Regions from separate parts of the Bicyclus anynana genome. Here region 1 is linked to region 2. A link is a contact called in public Hi-C data. All regions are on one chromosome and are shown on one strand. Each heading gives the region's core, a stretch centred on a gene start, on an enhancer-like site or on the middle of the called end of the contact. The rest is flanking DNA. Distances are from core to core; before and after follow the strand shown.

Region 1 (5,514 bases), core at 799-3,298, 84 kb before region 2:
AAAGTTTGTAAGTTTGTAAGTTTGTAAGTTTGTAACAATTTTTTGAAATTGGGTAATCTTCTGAACTACTGGACCGATTTTAAAAATTCTTTCACCAGTAGAATGCTACGTTATCGGGGAGTGCTATAGGCTATATTTTATATTTCTATCATATATAACTACTGAGATATCGCGGGTTTTCTCTTACAGGTCGAACCGAAAAACTTACTTATTCGCATGCGCTGCCTCAACCATTGCGTATAACTGAAATAAATGTATGGAGGCTTTTTGAACCTTTAAAAGTTCTACAAAAAAGTCCGCGACACCATATATCTATCTTTTATATTTTAGCAGATATAGTACCTTTAGTACTTTAATAAATTATTTAAATTTTAAATTAAGGTTTACGTCATTATTTACACAACTAAACTTAAATCCTTATCAAAATAAATTATTTAATAATCACAAGGATATTATAGAGATAAGATTTGCCCTTTACAGTATGTTAATTAGTTATATAGTTTCGGAGATAATACAAAATTTCTGAAAGTCGCAGAAATGCCGCTATATGACGCCCCGCGGTTTCAATTACGTGGTTCCCGTTCCCGTATAAATATGAGGAGCAAACATAGCCTATGACACTCGCAAATAATGTAGCTTTCTATTGGTAAAAGAATTTTCCAAATCGGTCCAGTAGATCCAGAGATTACCCCCGACAACCACACAAACTATACCTCTTTATAGTATTAGCATAGAAGTCGCTTGGGAAATTTTATTTCGGTCATTGCACCACGCACAAAAGGCTGGACCAATTTTGCTGAGGGTAGGGATAGGATAGAGGTAGGGAAGGGGTAGGATAGAGGTAGGGTAGGGGTAATTTAGGGAAAGTGTAGGGTAGGGTAGGGTAGGGTACGGATAAGGTAGGAGTAGTGTAGGGTAGGGGCAAGGTAGAGGTAGGGGAAGGATATGGAACGTATAGGGTAGGGGAGGAGTAGGATAGGGGTAGGGTAGGGTAGGGGTAGGGTACGGGTAGGGTAGGGTTAGGGTAGGGATAAGGTAGGTGTAGGGAAGGGTTAGGGTTAGCGGTAGGGTAGGAGTAAGGTAGGGGTAGGGGTAGATTAGGAGTAGGGTAGGATAGGGTATGGATAGGTTACGGGTAGGGTTAGGGTAGGGTAAGGTGGGGGAGGGAAGGGTTAGCGTTAGCGGTAGGGTAGGAGTAAGGTAGGGGTAGGGTAGGGTAGGGTAGGGTAAGGTAGGGTAGGGTTGGGTAGGTTTACGAGCAGGGTAAGGTAGAGGTAGAGAAGTTTACATCAATTTTTACGCGGACGAAGTCGCGGGCGTCCGCTAGTCTCCTTATAAAATAGGCTGTTAAAAATACAATTTACAAATCTGATCAGCCTTCCGATTACAAAGCCGAATCTTTTTATTCGAAATCGGCTAAAAATTGAGGGTTAATAAAAATAAATTTTTTTTAAAGACACCACAAGCCGTGAAAAGCAAACAGTTTGTTCGATTTCGCATAATTTATTTTTGAATCTACACTTCAAACACAAACGTGTGTTTTAAATCACTTTTGTTTTTAACACTTTTGTACATATTTAACTACGCACACGGTTTGTCAATCACGCAGTTGGACAGCGACTTGGATCGTGATGATATCATTGATTTGACGATATGAAGATTTTTTTTCGATTTACTGAATGCTATAGCTGTACATATGACCGTTTTTGGGGCGAATCCTCCTTTTATATAAAAAAACCTTACCTCAATTAATTAAAGTGGCTAAAATAATGATAAAGATCGTCTAATAGGTATACGTCGCAAATTTGTAATATAAAATCAGTTTCTACCTGAAGACGTAATTAAGTGTTTAGATGAAATGAACCATACTCCACCTAAAGTAGCGCGATATCATCTTAGACTGTAGCATCTTAAACTAACATTAAACAATATCGCAGCCAACCGTTATCTTGTCATTCGCTTAACCCTACTGTATGATTGTTGATCTGTATTGCTGCTTAATGGAGCAAAGGTTGACGTATTTTGCGCAAGTCATTGCTCTCCGCTTTCGGAGTAATGCAGAACGCACCTGTGAAAATACTAATAAAATATACAATGCGATACATGAGGCCTGTCTGTATGTATGTGTTCAACATCACGGCTGTGTTGACTTGCGACGTTTGACTTCTAAACATGATAGTGATTTAAATATATATATGTGTTTATATATTGTTGTTGTTGGTCGTTAATTTAGTTAAATATTTAGTTAATTTGAGATTAGTTTTAGATAATGTAAAAGGTTAATTTAAAAAAACATGATATTTCTTATAAACCTACGAGTTTATAATAACTATCAACTAACTATGTATTTACGAGTGCAAGTGTTGTATGTGGCGTAATTCCTAAATGGATGCAACGATTTAGATACGATAATTAGTTAATAAAAAGTTGGATAATAGAAGAATGTTATTATAAGAATTTTAAGAATTTTAGAGCCCCGCGTAGTTCCCGGTAAAAATAAGGTAATAAAGCCTTTATTACCTTATTTTTTATAATATACGGATTATAAAAAATAAGGTAACACTCGCAAATAACATGGCTTTCCATTGGTAAAAGAATTTTTAAAATCGTTTCAGTGGATTCAGAGATTACCCTTTACAAACTCACTTTTACTTCTTTATTTCATTAGTATAGAATAGATTCCTGGTTTGAAAACAAACACATGCATACATTCTGTGATTATTCAAGCATCCTATAAATAGTAGCTAGTAATGAATAACAAACAGATAAAATATAACATGGGTATTAATAATTGACTATATTTTTCTATATAATGGCAAACGCATAAATCTGTGCGAGTTTCTAACAAAGTATTAGAATGCAATGTTGCAGTAGGTAGTGAAGCTAACATAAAACACGCTCGCTTAGATACTGCCCGTGGCACTTAGTATGTAGCCGTATATTGCATTATCATAGGTCAGTTTTATACCTATACTAAGAATAGACATAGATACTTATATAAATATACGTATACAAGTAACATACAGTTCTAGTTCATTCATTCCAAAGGTATCGCTCTCTCATATCGTGTTTATTCTACACTTCAAATTCTGTACATTGAAGATATTTTGAAATTTCTTTGTTAGAGAGCATTATATAAAATCGACACTAAAGAAAAAAATATTTTTTTTGCCTGTCTGCCTGTCGTGACCCGACATCACACTGAAACTACTGAATGAATTTAATTGAAATTTGGCACGATTTGAGACGTGATACGTAGAAGGTTATAGGATAATCACGAAAATTAAATCAGAAGGGGGTGAAATAGGGGTAAAGGTTTACATCGATTTCACTTTCAAAAGTACAGAAATTGACAGTTTTCGAAAAAAAAAGAGTGAGATTTGATTCGTTAGTAAATTATTGATTGTGAAAGGATGTCGAAAATATAAAGTTGACTAATTAAAAAAGTGATTCCATCCTACGTTACTTTTATTATATCTACTAACAAGGAATCCCTTTTTTTTTATTTAGAAATCCCCATTCGGTATGGAACCAGATAAATTTTCGTGGACCCTTTCTTAGTGGGTACGAATTGTGAACCCCCATTATTTTGTCACACCAACGCAGACCCCAGTCGTGTCTCCCGTGGAACCCTGGGTGTTCATCTGGACTACTTTGGGAATTAATGGTCAATACTCTTAACCGTCTAAGAATAAAGCTTCATTTTCTATATGTTCGTAGACATGATGACGGGCTTTGATGAATCCATTGGCAATTTTAGGTGATTTTGGATCATACATGCGATGTACGTTTAGGATCATACATGCGATCCCAAACGTGAAACTTCAACATGTCCCAAGAAAAGTCAATTTCTTCTACCAATTACCTCACACGCCACTTTCTAACGTTCGTTATGGTAAAGGTGAACGATCAATTGCCTTAACTACCCGTTTACCATACAACGATCTTATGTGAAACTACCTTCATATACCGATTGAATTTAATTAATAAGTACCCGCTCGAACTTCGAGTCGAGCCAAAGGTTGCACTTACTACAAATTGGCCAATTTCACGATCCCTTTAAATTACTAAGTAGGTTCTTCTCTGAATTAAGGGCGTATATGTAAGGCGTAATTTATTTTAATCTATTTTCATTTTAAAAATGTTTTGAGTCTGTAGGCTTAGGAGTAAGCATCGAAAATATCGCTTTCTCCTCCGCCGTTATTGGTCGACAATAGGTCTTTTTCTCTTATCACGACGTATCATTGATGAACTGGACGGGCATTCACAACTTCGGATAATTAGATAATCTACCTGATTTTAGGTAAAGGACAACGGATGACTCTAGGTTATTTACGAAGAACTTGCTTTGCCTTTTAGTCACTGCAGGCCTATAATTGTCTTTAATTTTACAAGAGCTTCATTATAAGAGTGGTAGTGCCTATCAAGACATATTGTCACAAGAATCCTATTATTAAAATAATATATATATAACTAAAATTTATAAGAGTAGCAGTCAACAATTATAATTTAACAAAACATATTGAATGTTCTTTAGGTCTGGAGCCAGTGAAAAGACCTTTCAGAGCGAAGAATGTTATGACAAGATTAGAAGCCATGACGGGGCCACTTGGTGCTTTAAAGGAATGCGTTGACCAGAGACTAAGGATAAAGGTGAGAGATGCAGATAACTTTTTTTTTATACATTTTATTTTCGTAACATCCGTAACCTATTTGCTACTTTAGATTTGAATTGATGTAACATCTTATAAAGAGCAACACAATAATTGACTGGCGGGAGGCTAGTTACCTACCTCTACCGACAAAGATGTACAGCCAAGCGATATAGAGTTCCGGTACGATGTCGTGTAGAAACCGAAAGGGGTGTGGATTTTCATCCTCCTAACAAGTTAGCCCGCTTCCATCTTCGATTGCATCATCACTTACCATCAGGTGAGATTGTAATCAAAGGCGAACTTTTACAGAATTTTAAAAAAGTAAATTTAAAACTTCATTGTGTTCTTCTTCAACTTCAATCAATAATGCAGTCTAAGATGAAACTCGTTTGCCTATTCACTCTTGCCTTGAAGTTGTTTAGATTGTAGTGCCAGGAAAAAACAGATTTCGGAAGCGCATTCCACACTAGAAGATAGACAACATTGTAGAGGTCCAAAAAATTAATGTTTACTGTGAAAAATTTCTAAATGTCTTAAGCTGCCGGCGAGACGTTTACCAAAACTACAAAGGCAGTGCATCCTTTGTGTAAGCTGGCTTGCTTCCAACACGGAACTCGGCTGCTGTTAGCAGTTTCTAGTACATTCGACGATCGACGGTACTGCGTCGGATCGCCGTGTGTAATCAATGGTTATGTTAAATTGTGTAATTATTGTGTTATTGGGAACTCTAGCCAATTATCCATATTGTGGAAAATATCTGCCTGCATTTCGGAATCATTATATTTGCCAGTTTAGCGTAAAATATGAGTTATTCTATTCGAGTACCGACGAAACGATTTGTGATATGATTATGCAAAAA
Region 2 (5,539 bases), core at 738-3,237:
TCACGTGTCTCAAACGGTGAAGGAAAACATCGTGAGGAAACCTACACATCAGAAAAATTTTCTTAATTCTCTGCGTGTGTAAAGTCTGCTAATCCGCATTGGGCCAGCGTGGTGGACTATTGGCCTAACCCCTCTCATTCTGAGAGGAGACTCGAGCTCAGCAGTGAGCCGTATATGGGTTGATAACGACGAGAAAATATACTTTTATAAATAAAGTACATAATTTTGAAGGAAGACATGATAACGGAATTTTTTCCGAAGTCAGTACAGATATAGCCTGAAGGGACTAAACCTCGAAAACAGAACATTGCCAAAGTTAAAGTATGTAAGATGAGGAACATGCCCAACACAAAAAAAGACATTTTTTTAAATGTACCTAGGAACTTAAGAAATTTTATATTCTCTTAACAAATTAGGAACAGTTATGAAAAATATCTTAAAAAATTAATTGCGGTTGGTTAGTCTCTCTTAAACTCAAAATGATCTCTATCTAATTGATTTAAGTCCATTTTGAGTCATTTATTTTTTGTAATAACAAATATTTTGGCAGCAATCGGCTCTGCTTTCATAAGCACAGAGACTGTAAAGTGGTAAATTAGTTGCAATCAATTGGTCCATTTATATTTTCTTGTTGACTCTTCGCAGTAATACCTACCTATCTTATATAAGCCCGTGGTCAGACAGATTTGACTATTCTAACTAGTTTTTATCGAAGCCTATTTCAAATTAATTAATTTGAATTGATTGCCTTTTGATTTTTTAGACATGATATACTTAGGTACTTGTAATTAAAAAAAATACAAGTACCTAAGTAAATGTATACGTTAAGTTGTTGTGTGTAAGTTTATCCTTTTTTTCTCCACATAATTATGAAAATTTCGAGAAATTATGAGAATTTTTAGCCATTTTAATTTTAATTTTGAAAATAAAAATAAACATTTATTTATCAAATATAATTAAATGCGTTTAATTTATTAAGCTAATTACACCTATCTTAAATACATGAAGGACTTGAAGGCTTTGAGAACCTAATTTGTAGGAAACACTTTCCTTTTGCAATTAAATTAATTGTCACTGCAATGTTAATTTTGTAATTTATATATTATAGGTATATTATATTACTACACAGTTATTCAATATTATATAATATAACTAGTAGATATATAAGTATAATATGATGTAAAAAAAATATGTTAACCTTGAAAGTTTAAATCCTGGATCAGAATACAAGATCACTGCAAAATGCTGAATCATAAAACGACTATATCTAAGAGTGGGTGACCTATAGATATATATATAATCTTAACTTAACTTAACTTAAATAGTATGTAATTTTATATATTTATACCTAGTAAAAGTTCGTATCGCAGTATCGTAACAATTTCCTTATCCATTTACCTATATTATTAAAAAAATCGTATATTAATAATGTAGGTAAGTACCCTTTATAAATATATTTGCTAATTAAGAATTGTGCGTTATTAAATCATACACGTATAAAGAAATATACCGAAATAGCACTTATATTTTTTCCATTATTATTTAAAATATAGAAATGTAATTAATTTCAAATTTACGATGTTTTTAATATATATCGCATTATAAGTACAGTTCACATCATATACTCACACTATATACTTAATATATATATACGTACTTGCACAGGTAGGTGTACTGTATATCAACAGCGTATCGCAGTTTCAGCTTGTAAACATAACCTGCAACGCGACGCAATCCACAATCCGAATCGCAAAAAGAAAATCAAAAACACTCACCACATCCAATGTGAAAATGCAATCCAATTGTTACATATAAAAAAAAAATCCGTCCACATGCACAGAATTGTAAAAAAATATATAACCATAAAACAGAATCCAGGAGAAAAATAATCCGTTTTTGTCCACAGCACTCAAGTCACTGTCATAAACTCGCGGCGAGCGAACGCACGTCCACTCGACTCGTCGGTCCTCGAGTCACTGAACCGGGCGGCGCGCGGCGCCCAGGCGGCCCAGCCTGAACGAACTTCGGAACTTATCATACCATGAAATTAATGAATCGGGTCAACTGGGAGCTGAATCAGTGCCGTTTTGTGTCCTTGTGCCTGCGTGTGGGGTCGAAGGTCTCGGAGGCTTTGGCCTGACCGGTGGCGAGCTTTGACTTAGAGTAAGCATCAAGAAGATGAACTTTAAGTAAAGCACCTCAATGATCCATTGAACGGCTTCAGATGACTTGGTACTAGGTTTGAGGTTTGAATCCTTAGTCGGATTAATAAATTATCAGGTTCTCTTCCGGTAACTATATCTAATGTCCGTTAGTGACCAGTATGGAGTCAAACAATATCATCCTAAGCCCGCCAACAGTTGATGCAGCATGGTGGGTTTAAGCTCCAAATCTTCCTTTAGGAAAAAGAGGTGAAAAGCGATGCAAATTGTCGTGAAGAAAACATGATTTTCTTGTTAGAAGTAACTAACAACTACAAACGAGCTTTTTCCGAAAGAGCTTTACGTTCAATTACATATGACTAGTTACCAATTTGTTCTTTACAAGGACAAAGTTAAGTCAGATTTTGTAGTGATTCTACTTCCTTTGTACTTTCTGTAGGTACTCTCTCCTCAATAGCTTCGCAATAAAAACTAATTTTATTTTTCTGTTTTTGTGTGTCCTAGAATAGTGATCGAAAGCTCCACAATACGGGCAAATATGAAAAATAAATGGGACCAATCTGGAAGTATATTCAAACAAAAAAAGAATTTTCAAAATTGGTTAAGAAATGACGAAGTTATGGTAACAAACATTAAAAAAATGCTCCTTTTTTTTGTCGGTTAAAAATGGAGTAGAGATGGATATTAGACCCACTTACACGTTACCTACTCTGATTCTTGTTAGCAGACTTAGGGTGATAATATTTGACCCAGCAACAGTGGCGTAGCCTGCCTTGGAGGGGCCCTGTAAAATTAGTTGGGCGGCCCAAATGAAGGGTAAAGATTTCCCACAAAAGAAACAAAAATTTTCGTTTAATATAAGTATGACAGTGACTTAACGTACGTTTCCAACTTTTAGGCTCACGCTTAACCAGGGGAAAAGATTGTGGATTACCTGCATTTTACTAATTTAGCATTCACGCGTAAGGGGCCCCTGTAGTCCGGAGGCCCCGTATCATTGATACGGCTCATATGGCGGGAGCTACGCCCCTGCCCAGCAATCGTCACTATTAAACGTTAATGCCAACTATCATGATTCAGGATCGACCGCATAAGGTTTTCCACTAGAATCAGGAGTTTTACGATTTCCCAACATTGCTAAAAATTTCTTGAAATCCTACTAATATTACAAACGCGAAAGTTTGTATGGATGTTTGTTACTGTTTAACGCCGCAACTACTGAACCGATTTGGCTGATATTTGTAATGGAAATAAATTTTACTCTGGATTAACACATATTACTGTGGATTACTTTCCCTGAAAAATCCATGGTTCCTGAGGGATTTGTGAAAAACTAAATTTCACGCGGACGAAGTCGCGGGCGTGCGCTAGTAAGAAATATTTCATAGCACGACCAAGAAGTAGAATCCAAATTTTTAAGACCTATAGGCAGTGGGCTAATGAGACAGTGGCAACAAAATAAAATTTAACGCAATAATTAATTGTTCGATTGTTTGATGGGTTAACTCATGGGATGTTTAATGGTAAAGTTTGACAACATTTTGAAAACAATGAACCTGTGTTGCACAACATTGTATTGAGCGGTGAAATCCATTTTGCTTTCAAGTCGCTGCGTCGTGCTCGTGTTCAATTAAAGATAAATAAAAGCGAATTTCGCACCAATTATAATGTGTAATGGAGACTGTACATCGCACTGTGAAACGCGGAGTCATCGATAAGTCTCAACCTTCAAGCTACATTTAAAAACCTGCTCAGAGGAAATTATGAGCTTGCACTATAAAAAGACACGTAACATTCTTGACAGTAATTATTTATTATGAATTCACAGGTTAAATCTTGAAACCATCTCTATTTCAGTAAATAGACGAACGTAAGATATCTTTTTGTCCTATAAATTATTTAGTTTACGCGTAACTTTTAAAAAATCTGAACTCAAAAAGCCCCGATCGTCCCTTCGTAAATGAGAAACTACTAAGTTTCTTACTTACTATTTAATTTTATTAAAAATACCGTATCGACAGAAGAGGCACTATAAAATTTACTCCAAAAGTTCTTCTTCATTCACAATTGAAAGTTGAGTGGGGAGAACTGTGTTCATCACTTAACAATTAAACATGTTGGTAATGTACTAAATAAATTACATACGAGTAACAGAGTCAATTCATGTAAAAACAGGCAGCACTTACCTTTAACTAAGTTTTTAATTTTAGCTAATATCTAAAGGCTTTCTACGCACGTCTGGAGTAAACTCTACATAACGAGGACAGCCCAGCGCGTTTTACGTATGCCGACTTCTGGTGATAAGCGTCGAGCGTGCTATGTTTAAAGTTGACAATGTCGATAAAACTGTGTATCAGAAAGCACTCTACGCCAGTGTACAGAAGACTCTACAATAGCGTAGCGAGAACAGCCAACTACAGCCGCAGCGAGCCCAGCGGCACCGACTACTGTGAGTCAAACGCGTGAGCTTATAGATAGAGATGGTAGATTAGGTACAAATGGAGAGACAACAAAATTATGGAGGATGAATGACCCCCCCCCCTGAACACGGCTTAATGAGACAGGAAAGATAGCGCTGTTTCTACGCCAGGGTATAGTAGACTTTACAACGGTGTAGCGAGGGCAGCCGAGTGTGGTCGCAGATTGCCGAGCCGCACCGACTTCTGCCGAGGTGCTTTAAACACGTGAGTCTACAGATAGAATTGGTAAATTAGATAGGAATTGAGAGACAGCAAAAGGATGGAGAATGAATGAAGAACGCGGCTTATGGAGAGAGGAGAGACAGCGATGTTTCTACGCCAGTGTAAAGTAGACTCTACAACAGCGTAGCGAGGGCAACCGAGTGCGGCCGCAGATAGCCGAGCCGCAGCGACTTCTGCCGAGGTGCTTCAAACACGTTGTCGTCATCAACCCATATTCGGCTCACTGCTGAGCTCGAGTCTCCTCTCATAATGAGAGGGATTAGGCCAATAGTCCACCACGCTGGCCCAATGCGGATTGGCAGACTTCACACACGCAGAGAATTGAGATAATTCTCTGGTATGCAGGTTTCCTCACGATGTTTACCTTCACCGTTTGAGACACGTGATATTTAATTTCATAAAATGCACACAAATGAAAAGTTGGAGGTGCATGCCCCGGACCGGATTCGAACCCACACCCTCCGGAATCGGAGGCAGAGGTCATATCCACTGGGCTATCACGGCAAACACGTGAGTCTACAAACAGAATTGGTAAATTAGATAGGAATTGAGAGACAGCAAAAGGATGGAGAATGAATGAAGAACGCGGCTTATGGAGAGAGGAGAGACAGCGATGTTTCTACGCCAATGTACAGTAAACTCTACAACAGCGTAGCGAGGGCAGCCGAGTGCGGC

The links. Hi-C and Micro-C count contacts between places; a contact is called where the count stands out from the background.
Region 1: a contact with region 2 is called in a Hi-C map of whole larva, with 2.2 times the contacts expected there. The contact joins the enhancer-like site here to the promoter of LOC112051403 in region 2. A contact is called at or near these places in 2 of 2 Hi-C or Micro-C datasets (whole body and whole larva).

The regions. Positions count from the first base shown.
Region 1 is chr4:18,595,560-18,601,073 of ilBicAnyn1.1, reverse strand. All of the region lies in intron 2 of LOC112051403 (ecdysone-induced protein 74EF), which reads right to left. It overlaps LOC112051405 (U7 snRNA-associated Sm-like protein LSm11), which reads left to right. Exons shown (of 4, transcript XM_024090031.2): 2 at 4,538-4,653. Among protein-coding and RNA genes, the nearest start is that of LOC112051405, 16 kb to the left of the region's middle. Within about 2 kb of position 2,048, at least 1 of the 8 cell types and tissues checked has open chromatin away from gene starts, as enhancers often do.
Region 2 is chr4:18,511,875-18,517,413 of ilBicAnyn1.1, reverse strand. It overlaps LOC112051403 (ecdysone-induced protein 74EF), which reads right to left and starts at 1,987. Exons shown (of 10, transcript XM_052891429.1): 1 at 1,776-1,987.